2 separate regions of the Ovis aries genome follow, and region 2 is linked to region 1. The links are chromatin contacts, called in public Hi-C maps. All regions are on one chromosome and are shown on one strand. Each heading gives the region's core, a stretch centred on a gene start, on an enhancer-like site or on the middle of the called end of the contact. The rest is flanking DNA. Distances are from core to core; before and after follow the strand shown.

Region 1 (4,308 bases), core at 1,083-3,582:
GCAGTCCATTTCCCATGTTTCTTTGCAAAGACACTTTCAGGCCAGTTTCTTCCTTCTCTTTTCTGACCACGGCCAGAATCTCGTTTTCCACCACAGAGGTCACGTCGATGTTGTCCTCCATGTCCTCCAGCCGGTCGGCATTGTCGCTGATGTCAAACTTCTCAATTTCTTCGTTGATTCTGGTCAGGTCCTCCAGAGGCAGCACAGTGGCTGGGGCCACAGGACAGTGCCCCTTCAGGTGGACCCTGAGGCTGCAGAAATGGATGTAGCTCTTGTGGCAGTGGGCACACTTGTGGGGCCGCTCCCGGGTGTGTAGGCGCTTGTGGAGTTTCAGGTGCACAAACTGGGTGAACTTGGCAGGACACACCTTGCACTGGTAAGGTTTCTCTCCGGAGTGGAGTCGCAGGTGGGTCTTGAGATTGCTGGTGCTGCTAAATCGCTTGTGGCAAACCTGCAGTGTGGGGAGGGAGGCAGAGAAGGGAGGATGGAGACCAGAAGGTTAAGAGCTGCCAAGGGGAGGTGCCAGCTGCCCACCCACACAGGACAACCTGGGAGGGGAAAGAAAACTCCCTGTGGCCCCTCACCGCAGCGTTAGGCAAATCGGGCAACGTGGGGACGCTCCCACAGGGTGGTGTTTCCCTCCCCGACCATTGTCCACCCAGTGGAAGCTGGCTGTCTCATCTCATCAGCAGCCTAAGGAAGGCAGAATTCTTGTGCTGGTTTAGGACACCAGGAGGGTGACTGCTGAGACACTGTCTGCAAAGATCGAAAGTTCTACCCAGAAAACACTGCCCACCTGGCATTCATGTGGCTTCTCTCCTGTGTGTACCAGGTAGTGTTTCTGCAGATGGGCAAGCTGAGTGAAGCCCTTGTTGCACGTCTGGCATTTGAAAGGTCGTTCTCCACTGTGCACTCTGAGGTGGACCTGGAAAGAAGCCACAACACCTTAGCTTGGCTCCCACTCTGCAGGCTGTGAGAGTGAATGTCCCGGCTCAAAGACTCAGGGCATTTAGGATGCAAACCTCTTAAGCATCAAGGTGAAGTCTTAGAACAAATCAAACCCCAATGTGAGTTTCAGAACACTCTGTCGTGTCTGAGCTAAAGAAAAGTCACAGGCTAGGCAGGGACTCCACACTGATCCTCTAGCCCAAACCTCAGATGTTTATTAATCAGAAGACACTTGGGGGAGGGGAAGTAACGGGTCCCAAGCTGCGTGGCCGACGATGCCATGCCTGGGTCTTACAGGGAAGAAACCGCAATCTACAACCCGCAGAAGGTTTAAGTACTCAGGCGCGCTGTGTGTCCTCCCGGGGACAGACCGCGCGTTGTGGGGGGTGGGGGTAGGGGGTGACCACGCCAGGCCTACCTTCAGATTTGAGAGCTGCCCGAAAGTCTTGGCGCAGACGTTGCACTCATACTTGATCTTGCCGTTCTGCTTCTTCAGCGGGTAGGGGAGCGTCTTGTAGCCAGTCATGTTTCTTTTGTTCTTGATGAGATTCACGGCCTCCTCGCCTCCGGGGGCCGCAGCGGCCGCTGAGGTAGCTTTGGGCTGCACCACGTGCTCGGCCGTGGCGGCGGTCCCGGCCGTCGGGGAGCCGCTGGTGGGGGTGCAGGCCTTGTCCTTCAGGCTGGCGGCCGCCCCGGGGAGGGAGAAGGCACTGTGCGGCGCGGGCACCAGCACCTCCCGGGGGTGCTCGGGCTGCAGCAGGCGGCGCGCCCCCTCTGAGGGCAGCGAGCTGGGGAGCGAGGCGGGCGCCAGCATCGGGGGAGGCAGGCCGCCCCCGCCCAAGAGGCTGCTGTACACCGGGTACAGCCTCGGGAAGAGGCCGAAGCTGTTGAGGCTGTTGATGTTGCCCACGGCAGCGCCCAGGCCGTTGCAGTTCATGCCGTAAGGGGGCAGCAGGAACTTGGGATAGTGCGCATTGTAGGAGGGGATGAAGGCGGGCGGCAGGTGGGTGGGCGGCCCGTAGCCGGCGAAGGAGCCCAGCCCCTCGGAGGCGGCCCCGTAGGGGGCATTCAAGTAGGCGTAGGAGTCGCGGGCCTCCTGGGGGCCGGGGGCCAGCGGCGACACCGTGTTCCCGGGGCTGCTGTGCGGGCTGCAGCTCTGCAGGCTCCGGTCCGGGCTGCTGCGCGCCGAGGGGCTGGGCGTCGCGGAGGACGGTATGGGGGAGTGAGTGACGTAGGGCGGCCGCTCCATCCCGTAGCATCCCAGGGGTGCTTTCAGAAAGTCTTCCGGGAGCGGGGCGCGAATCGGGTACACCACGCGCGGGTAGAAGGGCATCTCCGGGCTCCCGTCTTTCCTGAAGTCATCCGCGTCCTTCTCGGAAGTGAGGGGTGAAATGTTGGAGCGGTGCAGGTCCTTCCCTTTGGAAGGGCGGGAGTCCAGTTTCAGGATCTCTTTGACGCTGTACTCTCTCTTCGGGACACTCTTGGGGCACAGTTCATGCTTCTCAGTGCTCTGCTGCTTTGGACGGCCCTGGGTTTGTGCTGAAATAAAGAAAGGGTGATGATTACGCAGAGGGAGACAGAAAATTGAAGCGACATTGCCCAGGTTTCTCTCTCCTTGAGCAAACCTGAGCCCCAGCTTCCCCAAGAGGGCCACCTGGCTTCTCAACACCCACTCATTCTCAAAGGCTCATGCCACTCCAGTTCCTCCTCAGCAAAACCGGGTCACCGGTGGCATCAGTTGAATGAATAACATCGTTTGGATGACTGTTTCCACTGGTAGGAACCTCATGATAGAACAGTCCTGTTCAATCTAGAATAGGAGCGTATCTCCATGAAATACTGGGTGTGGGGTGTCACAGGTTAATAAAAGTCACAGTTTACCTAAAGGAAATCAGCACACCCTGTGAACCAGATGTGAAAGATGAAGACTCATTTCAAGTAATAAGCAGTCATCAATTTTCACCTCCATTCTTGTTTAATACGAATTTGATAAAATCCTTTTCAAACTGCCTCTGTCAAACCGATTAGCAAGGTGATGTGAACCCTTCCTCTGGATTTGCTGACAACACCAGAATTTCACTGAGGCTCCGGGTCTCACCAGGCTCCCAGTAATGCTGTCCCCCGGAATCACAAGGTGTTAGCTAGTCATCGCTGCCAAACCACAAATGGCACTTTCCGAGCCAGTTCAATTACTTAGAGCACCAAAGAAAACAGGCAGCGAAGATGAACACACTTATTCCAAAAGATGGCATATTATTACTCGGTAAATAGACTGTTGAGGAACAGCAGCAATGTTCTTAAACAGAGCCTGTTTACGACAGGTTCTCCAGGCCATGCCACAAGCACTGCTCCCTCCAAACTCGCAGAACGAAAGATGCTTTCGGGAAGACACCAACCAGCCAGAGCTGGGAAAACCGACGACTCCCTGCTCAGCCTTCCCTGGAAACCAAAAGTAAAATACAAGCTGCTTGGTTGGAGCTCTGGTTACTGGCTGGTAGGCACTCCAGCCTGCACACTTGCCCTCAGTGTAGGGAGAGATGAAGGATCAGCTGTGGGTTTGTATAGATGCCATGAGAGGCAGGAGAGCTCTTGGCCTCAGCCTGAGAAGAAGGCAGGCTCGGGGGACCTTGCTAAGCCTCCGTAAAAGCATCATTTTGTTGTCCCTGCTTGATTTAATGGAGAAGAACTCTAGGCTTGATTGATACCTGATAGGTCTAGAAATGAACTCTGTGGACTCCAGAGTCTGAACTCTTCAAATCCATTCTCTAGGCTGACAGGCTTGAGGGATTCGGTTCCAGTTTGAGAGCCCCCTCAGAATGTTATCTCTGCTGGCTGTTATCAGTTACTCCCGGGTGAGCCCGAAGCCCCAGAATAAACACAGCCCAGACACTATCAGGGAAGATGCTGATGGGGGCAGTGATGGAAAGCTTGTTGAGGGAGAGGGATTTCTGAAGCCATGAAACCAAAATAAATACCCCCTTATCAGGCCAATATCAGTCTTTCAGTGAGGCTCAGCAGGCAGGAAGTTCAAATTGTCACTTTTGTTTTTTAAAGCTGAAATGGTAAAAGAAGAGAGACAACTAAGTTGGAAAGCTGATAGGCAAGGCATCTCACAGCCACAGGAGGGAATTTTGAGGCAAAAAAAGAATGATTTGGAGGCAACCATATAGGCTCAGGTTTAAAAAAAAAAGATATAACCCTAAAAAAAAAAGAAAACACAGAAACTTCACCATCACAACTTTCTGCCATTTTTATGTGGCAAATTACATCTAAGTCTCCTAATTTTTTCTAGTAGCGTCAATGCTCTCTGGGTTCTAAAATTCAATAAATTAAAGTTATAAGCAGGAAGTTTTAATCTGT
Region 2 (4,308 bases), core at 1,091-3,590, 650 kb after region 1:
TTAAACCTTAAAATAATAATAATAAAAAAAAACATATGCATGCTGTTAACTATCCATATTCAAATGGAAATTCAACGCTATCATAAATCTCTCTTTTCTAATGTAAATTCCTTTCCCTAGCATGAAGCTGCAGGAAAGCCATTGTATCTGAGCAATCTAAACTTAAAAGAGAATTTTTGTTAAACCAGTTATGATAGGGGAAACATGTTTTTCACTGAGTCGAAAGATTAAAGTTGGTTGTAAAAAGGGGTGGGGGACTGAGGGAGAATTATTGGTTGCTCAGCTAATGATTAGATACAGAACTTCAAGGACAAATTAAGAGGCACAAAAGAAAGAGTCACGCAGATAAGTGAAAACAGTTGCCGTGATATTGAAGAATAGACTGTTTATCTAATCTCCATTTCCATATTCAGCTCCATCTCAGCAGCCCCCTCCACCCCATTAGCCGCCCCCCAGTGAATTCCAAACTCCACTGAGAGGCACATCTGCAGATCAGAGTACCTCTAGGATCCAGGGTTCTCTTTCTCGCTTCCAGATCCACCCTCTCTCTTTCCTTAGTTGTCTGGGTGCCTCTTTTAATGAGGCTTTGACCGAGAAGAATGTGGGCATGAGATGAAGAGAATGAGTCTCTTTATTTTTTAATTTATTTTTTGGAAACATGCTGTCAACCCTTTGGGTGATTTCAAAAAATTCTTACTAAACACCACGCATCCCTTTTTTTCAGATCGACTCCACTCGTTTGCTCTGATTTGTCACCTTTTCCCATCCTGCCACTCCTCTCTCTCCTCTCATGTCCACAAACTGGGCTTGTCATTTCAGAAATTTTTCTCCCTTGTAAACTTGGTCTGGACAGGCAGCAACAAATATATATCCGTTTATTACAGAGCTGTAAGGAACAAGTGTAACGGGCTTCCTTAAGTGATGAAGTCAGTAAGAGCTCACAGACAAGGAACAGATTTCTCTTGGATGGAGGAGCTAGTGAAGCTGAGAAGGACACAGGCCCGGTACCTGCCTCTCCTCCACACCAAGGCCCTGGCCCCCTCACTGTGTGTTTTTGCAGGGGATCCTCCAGAGTGGTGTGGCTGCAGGGTTTCATTCTTCAATGCAAAAGCTTTCTCCATTGACTCCTAGGAACACAGTACAAAGATACACAAAGAAAATAGATCCCTCTGTATAAACACACAGTGGGAACTCTGACCCAAAAGGGCATTCATGCATGACAATAAGTAACACTGTAATTGGAAATAAAAATATTAACAGCAGGAAGAAACGTAACCCATACAGGTTTCCTACTAAGGATTTGAATACACATGCCTGTGGCCAATTTATTACTAATATTTAGAACTGAAATAATATAACTTAGAATCAGCTTAATAAAAATATCAGAGCCAGTCTCTCAGGCAACAAGTGTCAGAGCAGAGTCACATCCCCACAAGGACCAGTTTCTCCCTGATCTCTTATCTGATGATCCATATTCAAGATAGAAAATTAAATGTTCTTTCTGGACTATTCAGAAATTGATGGCACTTATAAAAATGTTCATTAAATCTGAGGCTGTGCAAGGCTTTTGGGATCGTGTTATCAGAACCATAAAAATCATCACCTTCTTGTCCGTGGCCAGCCTTGTCTCTCTAGATACTATAATCCAGAGAAAAATTAAGTTGCCGCCGAGTGTCTGTTTCTAGTAAATGTTGTTGTCAAGTCTGTGTGTTGAGAGGATGCTGCTGTCAGATTAGAGAGGCACAGGCTGTATGTGTTTGAGGACTTAGAGGGAGAATTTCATGAAGCTATTTCTAGGGCAACTCATTTGATCTGTTAAGAGGATGCTGTGGTATTTTCATCCTTTTCTTCAGCCTGGTTCTCTGGCCTCTGTTACCCAGAAGCGGTGGTCTCTGGAGTGTAGACAGAGAAGGGAAGCAGGTGCTTCAGCTCCCAGCATCTGGTTTAGATGACCACAATGCCAGCACACCTGCAGCCTGCTTTGCAGCCAAGTCTGGCCTCCCATTGTATTCGATCGGACTTTCTGCCTTGAGCAAGAAAAAAAGCATTGTTTATCAGATTTGCCAAAGGATCTCCGGGGAGGTGGAGAGAGACAGGATAAACAAACCTAAAACAAAACGCAAGTGTAAGCAAAGTGCTGGGAGACCTTGATTGTATGTGACTACCCAAGGTAATCTTTCAACCTGACACAAAGTAATTAAAAAAACTGATTGAGAGCGACAAACCTAGCGTTAGCACAGACCAAGAGAGTTTTCTAAAGGTCTTCCCAGAGAACTGATGCTACATAATGTTATCCAAACTCTGGTTCTCAGGCACAGGCAGAAATCAGACCACTTTTATTAAGGGTCTAATTTGTGCCAGACTTTGCACCATGCGGGTTAAAAGATGAGTGGTTACTTCCCTGTCCTAGAAAAAACTTACAAAGAAGATGATCTTGCTCCTTAGGAACCCAATGTTCCAAATGTTATGGACTTCATAATTCACATTTTGTAATAGTTTTTGCCCTGGGTGAACTGGATTCCTGCAAATCACACCGAAAGCAGTAAATTAGTTTAGCCTTCTCTAACTAAAGTAAGCAAGGCAAGCACAACTCATCCGACAATATATTAACACAACTTCATGACCAATATATTGTGACAACAATAAAATTAGTGAGCATCTTTCCAGAGACTCGGATAGTAGTTTAGAGATATCATATAAAATGTTTTGTTAGTATTAATGAATGATTCTGGAGGCCCTTTTTTCCCTTTCCTTTGTACAGAGCCCCAACTAGTGGAAAACTGGAAAACTGCACTTAAAGAGAAACTAAGACAACCACTGGTCTTCCCACAGGTAAGAGTCCATAGGGTCTTACAGATGCTGCTCTTTTGGGGGGGTGGAGATAAGGATAAGGTGTGAAAAGGAAAGAGAGGTGTGAAACTGGTTTAGACTTAGCTTTTCAGGGGGTAAAGGGCAAACTGGTACTGATGAAAACATGTACAATCTCAACATTTGAAATGACTCAATGCACTGTATCTATAGCTAACTTGAGAAAGGAAAATATTTCTTGGGTTCAGAACTTATTCTTCTTGAAGACGTCTTTTCAAAAGAAAGGGGAAGATACTCTGTGACACAAAATTGCATACATAGGAGGAAAAAGACCTGGTTTCACAAATAAAATGAGTTACGGTTGTGTCACACTAGTTCAGAAGAGAACAGATAAGAATGTGTCCACACTAGGGTGGGGGATGGGGAGGGGAGAAGAGAGGGTGGAGGCGCAAAGGGAAGGAAAGGATGGGAGTTGAATCTTTGGTGTTGTCCGGTTTTTAGTTTTGTTTGTTACCTCTCCATTTCAAGGAATCTTATTTTTGTGTTGACGTGTAAAGGAGTTTTGGCTCCCTTACCAAAAAGTACTAATAAAATGCAGGCAACCCTGAAAGGTTATAAAAATGTGAGATGAATTCATCAATCAGAGTGTAGTCTGTGCAACAGAGGTTTGTGGACAAGCTTTAGGGATTTCATGGAACTCCCTAACAGGATATGCAACTTCTTTGTGTGTGTGTGTCCATGTGCGTGTGTTCTCTGGATTTTATAGCCTTTACTGATTCTCAAAGGTGTCCATAAGCCAAAAGAAGAATAAGGAACATCACTGTTCAGCTATCTGCCCTTCCACAAAAACAGTCATATTTTAATGGATGCCCTTCAGAGTGACCTTAGCCTTCATAAAATTCTGTTCTTAAGAGAGGCCAAACAGAGAGAGAGAAATCCTCCAGTATCTCAAGAGCAGACTGCAGCCTTCTTGTTTTTCATGCACTGACTCTTTTACAGAAAGTGACAAGAAGTTTCCTATTGCATTTTGCCCTGGTGTGATGGCAGAGGGTACCTCCTCAAACCTCAATGTGACGTGTGTCCTCGAGCAGGTTCTGAGATGCTTGACGTCTGCTAACCAGCTTATTTCAGTTTGCATTAAGCAACATGGTTTACACATGAAAATCCAAAAGCAGTAGCAACCATTTTTTTCAGTAGATTAAGCAGTGGAAAGTAAGTGGCGGGGGGAGGCGGGGGGGGGGGGGGGGGGCGGGGGAATGTTTCACTTTAGGACTTGGAGGCTTACTCAGCATATTGTTATCAAAATTAAGTCAAGAAAGCAGAATTTTTATACCACTTACTTAATGTTTGTGGTGGTTATTAAATAAACTCTCCAGTCCTTGATTTCGTTTGAAAAGGGATTTGCTGAAATAACGACTTATTTGAAGATCATTAAGTCTCCAGAGGTCAAGGATAACAAGGGTAATAACACCAGGGTAATGCTATCTAACTTCTTTTATG

What was found. A called contact is a pair of places that touch in the nucleus more often than the background predicts.
Region 2: a Hi-C map of hypothalamus shows a contact between it and region 1, with 3 times the contacts expected there. The contact joins two enhancer-like sites. A contact is called at or near these places in 5 of 16 Hi-C or Micro-C datasets (hypothalamus, muscle, omental adipose tissue and 1 more).

Annotation. Positions count from the first base shown.
Region 1 is chr8:31,125,254-31,129,561 of ARS-UI_Ramb_v3.0, forward strand. PRDM1 (PR/SET domain 1) reads right to left here. Exons shown (of 7, transcript XM_004011238.5): 5 at 1,367-2,487; 6 at 797-925; 7 at 1-451. Among named protein-coding and RNA genes, the nearest start is that of PRDM1, 18 kb to the right of the region's middle. Within about 2 kb of position 2,333, at least 12 of the 54 cell types and tissues checked have an H3K27ac peak or open chromatin away from gene starts, as enhancers often do. A contact at or near this core is called in hypothalamus, where this site is marked.
Region 2 is chr8:31,772,316-31,776,623 of ARS-UI_Ramb_v3.0, forward strand. PREP (prolyl endopeptidase) reads left to right here. Exons shown (of 20, transcript XM_060419550.1): 4 at 2,762-2,832; 5 at 3,808-4,020. Among named protein-coding and RNA genes, the nearest start is that of PREP, 360 kb to the left of the region's middle. Within about 2 kb of position 2,341, at least 6 of the 54 cell types and tissues checked have an H3K27ac peak or open chromatin away from gene starts, as enhancers often do. A contact at or near this core is called in hypothalamus, where this site is marked.